Linked DNA regions of Macaca mulatta: regions 2 and 3 are each linked to region 1. The links are chromatin contacts, called in public Hi-C maps. All regions are on one chromosome and are shown on one strand. Each heading gives the region's core, a stretch centred on a gene start, on an enhancer-like site or on the middle of the called end of the contact. The rest is flanking DNA. Distances are from core to core; before and after follow the strand shown. Region 1 holds the start of MAT2A (methionine adenosyltransferase 2A). Region 2 holds the start of ELMOD3 (ELMO domain containing 3). Region 3 holds the start of RETSAT (retinol saturase).

Region 1 (4,096 bases), core at 746-3,245:
ATTACACCTACACACTATTCACAAGTGAGAGAAGTAGGTAAGCAACTATGTACAGCTGGTTCTCATCTCCTTGGCAGGCCTAGCCCCACTGTGGAGTTGGTAGCACAGGGGTATCAGGATTTATTGACTTTACACCCCTTGTTCTGACTCCCTAATAAAATAACCTTCTAATTATATTCTGGCTTCCCATATAGATTTTTCTGCTGGGAAATAATGCACTGACCAGCCTACACACGCATTTTGTTCCAGTTGACAATTTTATTGCTCATTGTAAGTTAACTGGCATTCTGCTTAAAAAAAGATAACAAACAAAAAAATTTAATGGTCTTACACAGTTGCTTTCCCATGAAGGGTTAGCTTGAAAAGTAAAAAGCAACGAATAAAAATATCATGATCTATTGTCTCTTTTGTGGTCGAACCTTTTCTTGCTGGCTGCTTTGAGCGACCGTGGATGTGGTCACTGAGGATGGTGATAAGCCCTTTCTTTACCTTCTTTGTCGGTGTTCCCAGCACAGCTCAAGTGCTTCCTTTGTTTCCCGCTGAGCCTTTAGCAAATCCCACCTTTCCTCCCTCACCGGCGGAGAGGATTGTTCTAGGGAATGCACCTCGTTCTACTGCCTCCAGCAGTAGGCAGCTGGAGACTGTTACTAGGGGTCTCCTTCACCTCCCCAGCGTAAAGTGCATCCCATGCTAGGCGCAGGCCGTTCTCTGAGAACCTCATTAAACCCGGCGTTCTTGTCACGCGCTGCGCCCAGGGCCACCTGGCCACCGGGCCACCAGCCCCTGACCAGACTTGCACTGAGGCCCAGCCCCAGAACAAGCTGCGGAGACCCCCGCCCCCAAGGCGGGCTCCCTCCAAACGGGACTCCCTACTCCTTGCTGGCTCAATTTTTGTTTCGCTCTTTTTCCCTGTCTATAATTCCTTTATTGGGCAAAACTGGGACAAACGCAGGTGGACATTTTAAAGTGAAAGCTTAATGAAACAGCCCATTCCACGCCGTCGAGAGTTGTACTTAAGCACATTCAAGGGAACTAATAGCCCCCACCCACCAAAAAAGAAATGTTCGTTCCATATTCTCCTGAACAGAGGATTGAAACATCGATTTTTTTTCCCCCTTCAAAGGCACAGTTAGGCCACGGGGCAAGGACGGCCTTGGGAGCGGCCTCCTTTCTCTCTGGGGAGAAAGGCTGGAGCGCTGCCTCCACTTTAAGTCCACGAAGGGCGAGGGGCGAGGGTCCCTCAGAAAGTTGAGCGCAGGGGAGCGAGGAGGAGGGCGATTGTTTAAATCGATGGCAGCACCCTCATTAATCTGCTTTCTGGCCATCTTCAGCAGAGCCATTCACCAGGAAATGACTAGAAGGTGGGCCGGCGCTCCTCAGATTTCCCGGGGCCGGCAGCAAGCCGGGCGGGGACGCCGAAGGAAGACCGTGAGGAGCCCTCGCTGGCCAGCCAAGATGGCCACCTTCACATGGCCGACCGCCACCGGCTCCCTGCCACCCGGCATCTAGAGGCGGGGCGGCCAGAAAGACCCCAGCCGAAGCACAAAACCTCCGCGATTCCCGCCGCCTCCGCTGGGGGACGCGACCTCCGGGAAAGCTATCCCGGCCAACGGTCGGAAGGGAGGTGCCATGTCACAGCACAGGGGAGCGGGTCCGGCAAGCCCCAGTCGCTTTTTCTCCCACATCAAACAAGGAAGAGCAAAACCCCCCGTCTCCTCGCGTCTGCATTTTTCCCCTAGCTCTAGCGGCTCAATATAACTAAACGGTCTCTGGAGGGCCGGGTTGCGTCGGTCCCTCCCGCGGCCGCGCAGTGTGGTTCAGCCCGGGCTCCGCGGGGCGCGCTGCCCTTCCTCCCCCGACCCCCGCGCAAGTGGTGCATTGGCGCGCGGCGCCGAGAGGCGGGGCCCGAGCCGGGCGCGCGCGGGCGGTGCTCTATAAATACCGGGCCGCGCCGCCCGCCGCTTCGTTCGCTCCGCGCCGCCCGCCTGCTCCGAGTAGGACGCTGTCCGCAGCTTGCGCATTTCGCAGCCGCTGCCGCCTCGCCGCTGCTCCTTCGCAACGCCACTTCCACTCACCGACACCAACATGAACGGACAGCTCAACGGCTTCCATGAGGCGTTCATCGAGGAGGGCACGTTCCTCTTCACCTCAGAGTCGGTGGGGGAAGGCCACCCAGGTGAGGGGACGACCTGAAGCGAAGCGTGGGGCGGGGCGGAAGGCAGCGCCGATGTCCGGCCGGCGGCGGGTCCCGCGCGGGTTGTCCTCGTCCGCCCGGTGGTGGGAAGAGCGGCGACCGCGCGCTTTTCTCCTGGCGCCGCCAGGGCCTGGCGCGTGGCCGCCGCTCCTCTTCCCCCTCCCTTTCCTCTTTTCCCCTTCCCACTCCTCCCCTTCCATTCGGTCGCGCGCCTCGGCATGCGGAAGGTTCCAGAAAACGAGAAGGGCGGGGGCTGTGGTCGCTAACGTGTTCTAGCCGGGAAGGGAGGGCACTGTTAACCCCTCCAGGTCATGCCGTCTGACAAACGTGGAGTGGGCGACCCGAGCCGCCCCGCGTGCTCGCGTCCGGCCCGCGGGAGCGCGCGCCCCGCATTGCAGCGGCGACCACGTGTTTGCCGCATGTGGTATCTGGGCGAGGGGGAGCCGTGGGCCTCCCCGGCCCTCCTGGCCCTCGGTTTGAGGGGTGGGGGGCCCATGCCTCGCGACGTCGTCTGGCTCCACTGCCTCAGTGGTTAGGTCTTGACCACACACTGGAGAATACGCACATGCCCTTCGGCGGATATGGCCTTGCCTTCAAGGTGATGGCCTCTGACTAAATATAGCGCATGTGGAAGAAGGCAGTCCTTATTTGGACCCCTTGTGAAAAGGATGGGAAGTATGAATTAGGAGCTGCCATTGCTTTGGGTTCCCTTTTAAATTCTTCGGTGCTGCCGTTAGGCAGGGTTTTACTTCAGACTTTGTCCGCTTAACCGCCATTATGGGGATCAATTGGCACGTGAAGGAGGAGTAACGCTATTTCCAGGAACTGAAAATCTAAGCCTGAGCACATCGGCTAGTAAAGATGTTTATTTGGCTACTAAATTAGGCTGTTTCTGCCCTTAGAATGACCGCAGTAGCTATCTGGTGGCTTTAGGGTCTGGTCAGTTTACTGTGCCCATGATGAAATCCCGTTAAGTAACTTAGTGATCTGAGAGGACAAACCCAGGATCTAGATGAGTGCTGAAGGTTAGCTGTTACCCCAGTTAGTAGTAGACTGAAGTCTTAAGCCTGCAGTCTGGCTTCCACATTATGTTTGGATTCTGTTTTGGGTGGTTATAGAAAATTGAGAAAAACGAACTTGAATTGGGGGATTTTTTTTTTTCTTCCTCCTAAACAGTAGATGATAAAGCAGGGAGAAGTTGGACATGGATACGTTTGAGCATTTTCTAGAATTGTAGAAAATACGTTTGAGGATTTTCTACACTGTTGAGCTCTTGTTTCCTGCCTCCTAATAACAAAATCAGATAATTGCCATTTTAGTCACAAAATGCCTTTTCTTTAATTGTTTAATTGAATTCTCTTGTTGCTCATTATAATTGGTGCTCCTTAAGATTAGGGAAACTGGCCTGTGGCCTCAGTTCTACTAGAACCCCAGGTGCACAGGGGTTTGGTACAGTTTTGGAAGTGAATATGATATAGGGCAAATTCTGTTCTTTAAAGGAGATAAGACTAACAGTTCACTTTTCTGGTGGTTGGTTAGATTTATAATGCAAACTTTCAATTTTAGGGGTAAAGTGTATATACAATGAATTAAGATGTATTAAGCATGTTTCTTTAAAACCTCCAAAGATTTTACAGGGAGGGAGCTTGCATATATAGATAACTTTGTTTAAAGTTAAAGAAATTGAGCCAGGAATTTCTCTTTTCCAGATAAGATTTGTGACCAGATCAGTGATGCTGTCCTTGATGCCCACCTTCAACAGGATCCTGATGCCAAAGTAGCTTGTGGTAGGTTCAGAATGGGTTTATCAACTGGTGGAAAGATAGCATAAAAATTATTTTTATAGAAGTGATGCTTGAGTTGAATGTCTCTTTTTATTAGAAACTGTTGCTAAAACTGGAA
Region 2 (4,096 bases), core at 893-3,392, 210 kb before region 1:
CTCCAATTTTAAGCAGGTTACAGAAACTAGCTTCTAAATTTTGGGGGCTCAATATGAAATGCAATCATTTTGTCATTAGAGTGGTTGCTAATAAACAGACCAAACCCTGCTGAAAAAGTCACAGGTGTACGTGTCTGTGCAATTTCTGGGCTTTCTTCTAATTATTATTAATTGCAGAAGTCCCTGGGCTCCTTGTTGCTGGTATTGAAGATGCAGTAATTGAAACTATTCTTTGTGCCACTGATGGAAGAGAGAATGTTGGGAAAGGAAACTAGAAATGATATGTCGTCTCAAGAATGGAAATAGGATGGAAGGTACGTGCTTTAACTGTCAAGTACTCAGGTCCTCTGAGGCTGTGAAGGGCCCAAGTGCAAAGTTATGGGAGGAGATTCCACGTCAGGTCAGATCCTAATAATGGCCTAACTTGGCTCCTAATGCAGTAGCAGAGGACACTCAAAGTAAATAGATGACAGGATGAAAACACGATTCACAAAACAAGAGTAAAAAGGCCTAATGGGGCCCGAGGAAAAAAACTGAAGTTTGTTTTAAAGTCCCCAGTGCTCACGGGCATCCAGTGATAGGATACCCACCCAAACCCAAGCTTCCAGGGTGCTGGAAACCCCACTCCCCTCCCGAAGGCCGCTCTAGACCTACCTTCCGCTTGTTGTGATGAGCGATATAGAGGACTGCCACAAGAATGGCTGCAGTCACCAGATATGCAAAGAAGTGGCTGCTCTCCGCGCTGGCATTTCCAGAACTCTCCCTATAATGGTCATCCTTCTCGCTACCCCTGGAATCCAAAAGTGTCCCTTCACGGTTTTCATTGGAGGCAGAACCGGACATCTTTTCTTTCTCTTCTTTGGGCGGTGAGCCCTCCTCGGGTCCTGTATCATCATCTTCAGCCTCTTTGGGCTCCACATCCTCAGTAGGCTCTGAAGACTTACCTTCCTCCTGCGGGGAAGAAATGAGGTCAGTGTCCTCCCCAGATTCGGTTTTGAAAGCATGAGGAGAAAGCTTCCCTTTGTCAGCTAACTGGTTTGTGTCAGCCTTGGGGAGCTCCTTGTTATCAGAAGGGTTGGAGACGGGCTTGGAATGGTCTTTCCTGGAAGGCTGCTCTGGAACCACCTTGCCAGGGCCGTCTTTTGGGGTCTGCTCCTCCGCATCTGACTTGCTAGACCCGTCTATTGGGCCCTGCTCCTCTGCACCGGACTTGTTAGCGGCGTCTTTGGGAGTCTGCTTCTCCGCACCTGACTTGTTAGGGACGTCTTTTGGGATCTGATCCTCCGCACCCGACTTGCTAGAGCCGTCGGCACCCGACTTATTAGGGACGTCTTTTGTGGTCGGCGCCTCCGCACCCGATTTGCTAGTGCTGTCTTTCGTGGTCTGCGCCTCCGAACCCGACTTGCTAGGGCTGTCTTTTTGGGTCTTTGCCTCCGCACCCGACTTGCTGGAGCTGTCTTTTGTGATCTGAGCCTCCGAACCTGACTTGCTAGAGCTGTCTTTTTGGGTCTTTGCCTCCGCACCCGACTTGTTGGGGTTGTCTTCTGGGGTCTGCGCCTCCGCACCCGACTTGCGAGGGCTGTCTTTTGAAGTCTGCGGCTCTGGATCCGACCTGCTAGGGCTGTCTACTGAAGTGTGCGGCTCCGGATCCGACTTGGTAGAGCCTCCAGGCCGTTGGCTCAAGGTGGGGTAAGTAGAGACGTTTTCTGTAGAAGGCCGAACTCCAGCTTCTTCTTTCTTGACACTTGCGGTGTCCGAGAGCGGCGCGGCTCCTAAAATAGAAAAACGACTTAGCACCAGAGAAGGGCAGGCCGGAAGAAGGAACTCCTCAGAGCTGGAAGATATTGGGAGCAGCGGGGAAACAGGGATTGGGGGGTGGGGCGGGAGATGATGGCGAGCGGAGAGGTGGGTCGGGCAGGGAAGAAGCGAGCCTAGAAGTTACCTGCCCAGGTGAGAATGGGGGATCTGGGGGCAAGAGTGGGATGCTGGATAGAGGGTCTTACCAGCCGCTGCGACGCTCAGGAGGACTAACGCAACCACGAACCTCATCCTGCTCGAATAGCGCTTCCGCCCTCTAACGCTCTCGCGAGATCCGCGCGCGGGGCCCCTCTCCAGTCCCGCCCCTGCTGCGCGCGTCTTTCCGTCTCCGGCTTCCGCCAAGACAAAGGGCGAGATTTGCGGGGGCCGCTGCTGCTGATGTCTACGCTCGCCTTCAGCTGCGGTGGTTACGGTCGCTGAGTGGAAGGTGAGCCTTTTCTTCCTGGTTTCTCGTCTCTACCACAGCCGCAACAGACTGGCCCTCCGTTTTTCGTCCTCTCCGCTGCGTACTTCCGAGACGTTACAGGCAGAGCTGGAGCTCCCTGGCCTCTCGCACTGGCCGCGGAAGTGAGGTCGCTAGGGGCAGGCGCCTCTTGGCCACCACCATCCTGTGCTTGCGTTTCTATGCTCTGCTTTTTTCGTGTTTCCCTCTTGGTAGTATACAAACATGCGGTGCTCTGGTCTCTCCCATGTGGGAACAAATCCATCCGATCACCTACAAAGCGTTGCCTTCGCATCCCGGCCCTCCTCCTTCCCGCCTCCACAGAGACTGTGTTCTCCGAGGTCGCCAAACATGTTTTCCAAAAAGTGCAGCCTTTTTCTGGTCGTAAAAGTACAGAAGCAGAAAACAAAACCTGACTGCCACCCTTCCGGGATAATCACTATTAATGTTTTAGTGTATTGTCTGCCCTCTAAACATTTAATGTTTTTTGAATAGATAGTACGGTATAATGTTTCAGAAATGATAACCAGATTTTAAAGTAAATAGACCTTTCTTAGAAGAGTCTTCCTACTCCTCCACAGGTTACCGCTTACATTAGTTTATTATGTTTCCATTTAGTTTTGTAAAAAAAAAAAAAAAAAGGACACTTTCCCTTCTTAATTAGTGTATTTCTCTTTTCTATGCAGATTTATTTTCTCCGCATATTGGGATAATCAGGTAAATGGTTTTGTATCCCACCGTTTACAGTTACTGTTATGTTTATACATTAAATGTTTGAAATCACTTTATGAACGATTGCCAGGCTTGGTGCTTAGGAGACAGTGATTTAAGAAATGATAGGTCTTAAATGAAATTACATCAAGTTAAAAAGCTTCTGCACAGCAAAGGAAACAGTGAAGAAACAACCTACATAATGGGAGAACTATTCGCAAGCTATCCATCCGACAAGGGATTAATAACTAGAATATATAAGAAACTCAAGGAAAAAAATATAATTAAAAAATGGGCACCAGCCAGGGCAACATGATGAAACCCTGTGTCTACCAAAAATACAAAAAATTAGCCGGGCATGGTGGCCTGTGCATCTAATCCCAGCTACTCAGAAGGCTGAGGATAGGAGGATTATTTGAGCCTGGGAGGCGGAGATTGCAGTGAGTGAGCCAAAATCTTATCACTGCGTTCCAGCCTAGGCAACCATCCCAAAAAAAGAAAAAAAAAATGGGCAAAAGACCTGCTGAATAGACGTATCTCAAAAGATGACATACAAATGGCCAACATAGAAATGGTACGTGAAAAGATGCTATCACTAATCGTCAGGGAAATGCAAATCCAGACCACAATGAGAGATCATCTTAGCCCAGTTAGAATGGCTGTTATCAAAAGAAAAAAAAAATACATAATGTTGACAAGGATGAGAAGAAAAGGGAATGCTCATATCCTGTTGGTGGGAATGTAGATTAGTACAGCCATTATGGAAAATAGTATTGGCAGGGCATGCAGGCTCACACCTGTAGTCCCAGCACCTTGGGAGGCTGAGGCAGGCAGATGACTTGAGCCCAGGAGTTCGAAATCAGCCTGGGCAATGTAGCAAGACTCTATCTCTATAAAAAAATAAAGGAAAACAGCACAGAGTTTCTCAGAAACTAAAAATAGAACTGCCATATGATCCAGTATTCCCACTGCTGGGTATGTATCCAAAAGAAAGGAAATAAGTATGTCAAAGAGATAGATACTCTTGTAATCCCAGCACTTTGGGAGGCTGAGGCGGGAGGATGGTGTGAGCCCAGAAGTTCCAGACCAGACTGGGCAACATGGCAAGACCCCATCTCTTTTTTT
Region 3 (4,096 bases), core at 748-3,247, 190 kb before region 1:
TGGAAGATGCAGGGTCTGCAAGCAACAATGGAGTAGCTAGGTCTAATGGTGGCTCTTCCAGGTCCTGATGGAAAGTCTTGGGCAGGACAGAACTGCTCAGAGGCTGCAGCTCTCAGAAATCACAGCACCAGCCCGTCCCATAGGGAAGGTCTCCGGGCATTGCTGAGGGAGGCAGCACCTTCTCACAAGACAAAACTGGATAGCAAGTGGTGCTATATGGGTACTTCCAACACAAGATCTGTTCTTTAAATCACTGGCAAAGAACTGAGATCTGGGATATTTCAAGATACAAGAGAACTTGGCAAACTGCTTATTTTTTGAATGTTCTTAGACAGATCAATAGTAAAAAAAAAAAATTCATATGTAAGTATATAAGATAAATATATGAAACAAGTTTCACAATGCAATACTTAGTGGAACTACATATAATGCACTCTGATATTTTCTATTCTACTGCATTCTAAAATGTTAGTTGTGGCCCAGCACGATGGTTCACGCCTGTAATCCCAACACTTTGGGAGGCCAAGGTGGGCGGATCGCTTGAGGCCAGGAGTTCAAGAGCCTAGACAACATGTTGAAACCTTGTCTCTACTAAAAATACAAAAATTAGCTGGGCACGCACACCTCTCGGGAGGCTGAGGCATGATAATCACTTGAACCCAGGAAGCGGAAGTTGCAGTGAGCAGAGATCGCACCACGGCACCCTAGCATGGGCAACAGAGAGACTCTGTTTCAATAAATCAATAAATAATGCCAGTTGCAACTCACTAAATTGATTTCATAGCCCCCTAATAGATCACAACACGGTTTGAAAAACAGTTAAGCTAGTCATCTCATTTTTACACCAGCCCAGGTAGGTGCTAATGGTTATGCAGCAAATTAGTGACAGTTCAAGCTAAAACTCAGTTCTCGGAAGTCCAGATGATTAGTCCTTCCACTTAGAACAGTATTGTCTCTGATTGTGCAGCAAGATATGACACAGAATTCTAAAATTTACAAGTGAGAGGGACTCTGTAGATCAAACAGGTGATCCATTATTTTTTAAAGCAGCAGAACTCTTTAAACCCTAGAAGCAACCACAAAATATGTTTTAAAGATGAGAGTGGAGAGCAGGCTCTGAGCCTGAGGCACCCTGTTGAATCTCTGCCAAAGTTTCAGAACTAGGGTTCAATCCTTATGACTCGAGACCATGCAAAGCCTGTTAAATCACCGGACGGGCAAAATGCAATTTCCTATGCAAGTTGGGACACATTCCTGTGTTGTCCCCCACACCCCTGAGCTCTCATGGGAGGGTAGGTGAAAAAGTTAAGGTCCTGGAACCAAGTAGAGGAATGTCTCTTATCAGTTCCGTGAGCTGCCGGGATAACAAGTGGCAGGGCGGGTGCCAAGACCTTGCAAACCAAGGACAATCACCGCGCCCTTGGGACTACTATTCCCGGGGCCTGCTAGGGCGAAGGCTATGGGGCCTGTTAGGGCGAAGGCTATCGGGGCCTGCTAGGGCAAAGGCTATAGACAGTGTCGGACACTAAAGCAGGGCTCCTCCCCGTGCAAGGAAGCCCTCCCAGTACTTTATATATGGGGAAACTGAGGCCCGGGTCTGGTAGCGGCTGCCTTGGCAAAATGAGAACCCAAACCTGTGAGAATGCCTGAAGTGCAGCCCCGGATCCCAGGGTCCCTCCTACTACCTTGTTTGAGAACCTTCTTCCTGGCCTCCTTGTCAGTTACCAGGGGCGCTGGTGGCCGTTTGACATCTTCAGAGAAAGGATTTGGGGATTTGCCAGAGAACAGTCCCAAGTAAACTTTGCAGACGACGGCCAGCAGCAGCACGGTCAGGAACAGCACCAGCGGAAGCCACATCTCGCCGGCGTCGGGTCGGGTAAATGGGACAGCTCCGACTGCGCTCAGCCTCTAGGACTGTGGCTCCGCCCGGGGTAGTTGCTCTCCAGTCAGGAGGCGGAGGCAGCTCTGAGCACTGATTTACCTACCAGCCAGCCAGCCAACCGGCCAGCGAGAAGCCAACAATCCGGTGACGATTGACCCTCCCGGCTCTCCGTACTCTTTTGCCCTGCGTAGTTTCCATTGCCTACTGGGAAATGTAGTTCTCGGGGCCGGGGGAGACGGCACGGAAGAGGCCTGTGCGCAAGAGCAGATGAGGCCTAGCCGAGGCGGCGGGACCCCCAAGTTTGGAAAGCTGTGTTAAGGGTGAGAACGCGTTAACACCTGCCAAGGGGTTAACCCCTTTGAAAAGCTCCCTAACCCCTTTGATAAGCTGGTTGGTGCCTTTGTGGAGCTAGCAGCCGGCCTGAGGAGGGAGGGAGTATGTGATCCGGTTGAAACGATCACTGCAGGGCGAGACAAGGCCTAGAGTTGTAAGACTGAAAGAGAATCCCGACTGGGAGACAGGAGTCTTGAGTTCTGGTCCTGGCTCTGCCCTGGACTCGCTGCCCTGAGGTGTTAAATTGCTTTCCTCCTCTTATGCCTCCAGGCAATGCCAAAGTTCTGTCCAAAGTCCGCACACAACCCCTGTCTGACTGGGTGTCTTGAATTGAAATCTCTGTTCTGCACATCACAGCCGGTGAGCGTGTGGCTCTGTGCCCCTCAACATGGCCCATAGTTTTGTCCTGGGAGCCTGTCTGGGACGGAGTCCTTTATGGCGAGTCCCTAATGACACCCCATCCGTGGGGAACCTGGGGGATGGGGAGCTGTCTACGGACGAGCACGGTGAAAGGATCAGCGAAGGACCGGTCCAATTTAAATTCCTATGCAGAGAGTCTAACCTCCAGCAAGCAGTTGAAGAATCATACCCCCTCCTTGCCTAAAGTGGATGCACAATGAATACTTGATTTGAGAAGGATCCATTTTTATAGGAAGGCCGTTAACTTAGGTCCAACTATCAGGAACTTGCCTTTGAGTACGTCCTTTTTTGACAGTTGTTGCTCTTTTCTTCTCTGATACAGACAGTGACTGTCCCTACTGAAGGCCCCAGCAGTACTCCAGCCAGGTGTGGAAAGCTGGTCACGATTCTACGCTACTTGGTTCATTTTCTACACAGCAACAGAAGAGCCTTCCTGAGACTGCTATTACCATACCCGCCTGTCATCTTGCCAAGGCTGGCCAATGTGTGTTTTGGCATAGGCTGTCATGGAGGCCATGGTGGAGGAAAAGGAAAGGGGGGGCAGATGTTGAGGCCCCAAAGGCCACAGTGAGAACAGTTCAGTTCCTGAGTTGCCAAGACTGAGGGGGCACTGTCCTGCCCGCAGGATTATAATGAGCCACATGTCCAGCCCAAGAGCCAGGAGGAATTCTTCCTCTCAGTGTTAATAATCAAAGCATCCTGACACCAGCAGCCAGTTCTTATGGAATCCTGATCATTATTACCACAGTGGAGAGCTGACCTGGTAGAGAGGCTACCCTCCTTCCTTAGTCACCCAAGCCTGTGAACTATGATTGTCAGTTGTATGTGGGCCGTCTGCCCACTTAGGATGCAATTTTTGATGTGACAGACATCCCAGATGTCCAATTCCCCCGTGATGAGGTATGAGCCTTGTCCAGCCCTTTTCCTCAGGGAAGCAATGTCAGATGAAAGACTTAGAGTTGCCCAAACTGGCTAGCCACGTGTACAGTATTGGTGATAACTGAGAAAGGTTAGAACATTGTGTGGCATTTTGAATTTCTACCATCATTGGAACCAGGTCTAGTATTATAAGCCCCAGACCCAACCTGTGGGTGAGGCCTAAACAAAGCCTGAGCACTTCAGCTAAGACGACCCACCAAGGTGCCACCTTTAGCCTAACCCCTTTGATAAGCTGGCCCAGGTCCCAGTAACTCCATTGTCAGAAACAGACCCCATCCCTTCTAGTGGTGCTGCTGCCTTTTGAGCACAGAATCCAGCCCACAGACCCCCTGCATGGTCCCCTTTTTGCCATCCTGTGGCATGGGTAATAAGAGGGAAGCATTTGGCTGAGGCAACTTGTTCATTCAGAATAAATTCACAGCTGCTTAAATTTTGTCAACAGGCCGGGCGCGTTGGCTCAAGCCTGTATTCCCAGCACTTTGGGAGGCCGAGGCGGGCAGATCACGAGGTCAGGAGTTTGAG

The links. A called contact is a pair of places that touch in the nucleus more often than the background predicts.
Region 2: a Hi-C map of liver shows a contact between it and region 1, with 4 times the contacts expected there. The contact joins the promoter of ELMOD3 here to the promoter of MAT2A in region 1. A contact is called at or near these places in 2 of 14 Hi-C or Micro-C datasets (fetal cortex germinal zone and liver).
Region 3: a contact with region 1 is called in a Hi-C map of fetal cortical plate, with 2.2 times the contacts expected there. The contact joins the promoter of RETSAT here to the promoter of MAT2A in region 1. A contact is called at or near these places in 3 of 14 Hi-C or Micro-C datasets (fetal cortical plate and liver).

Annotation. Positions count from the first base shown.
Region 1 is chr13:38,856,709-38,860,804 of T2T-MMU8v2.0, reverse strand. It overlaps MAT2A (methionine adenosyltransferase 2A), which reads left to right and starts at 1,995. Exons shown (of 9, transcript NM_001195289.1): 1 at 1,995-2,176; 2 at 3,904-3,981; 3 at 4,076-4,096. The coding sequence starts at 2,086.
Region 2 is chr13:39,071,508-39,075,603 of T2T-MMU8v2.0, reverse strand. It overlaps ELMOD3 (ELMO domain containing 3), which reads left to right and starts at 2,142. Exons shown (of 12, transcript XM_077959121.1): 1 at 2,142-2,245; 2 at 2,947-2,977. TGOLN2 (trans-golgi network protein 2) reads right to left here and starts at 2,076. Exons shown (of 4, transcript XM_002799323.4): 1 at 2,004-2,076; 2 at 655-1,772. The coding sequence starts at 2,049.
Region 3 is chr13:39,046,907-39,051,002 of T2T-MMU8v2.0, reverse strand. It overlaps RETSAT (retinol saturase), which reads right to left and starts at 1,997. Exons shown (of 11, transcript NM_001257563.1): 1 at 1,686-1,997. The coding sequence starts at 1,857. The region is part of intron 2 of ELMOD3 (ELMO domain containing 3); the gene reads left to right.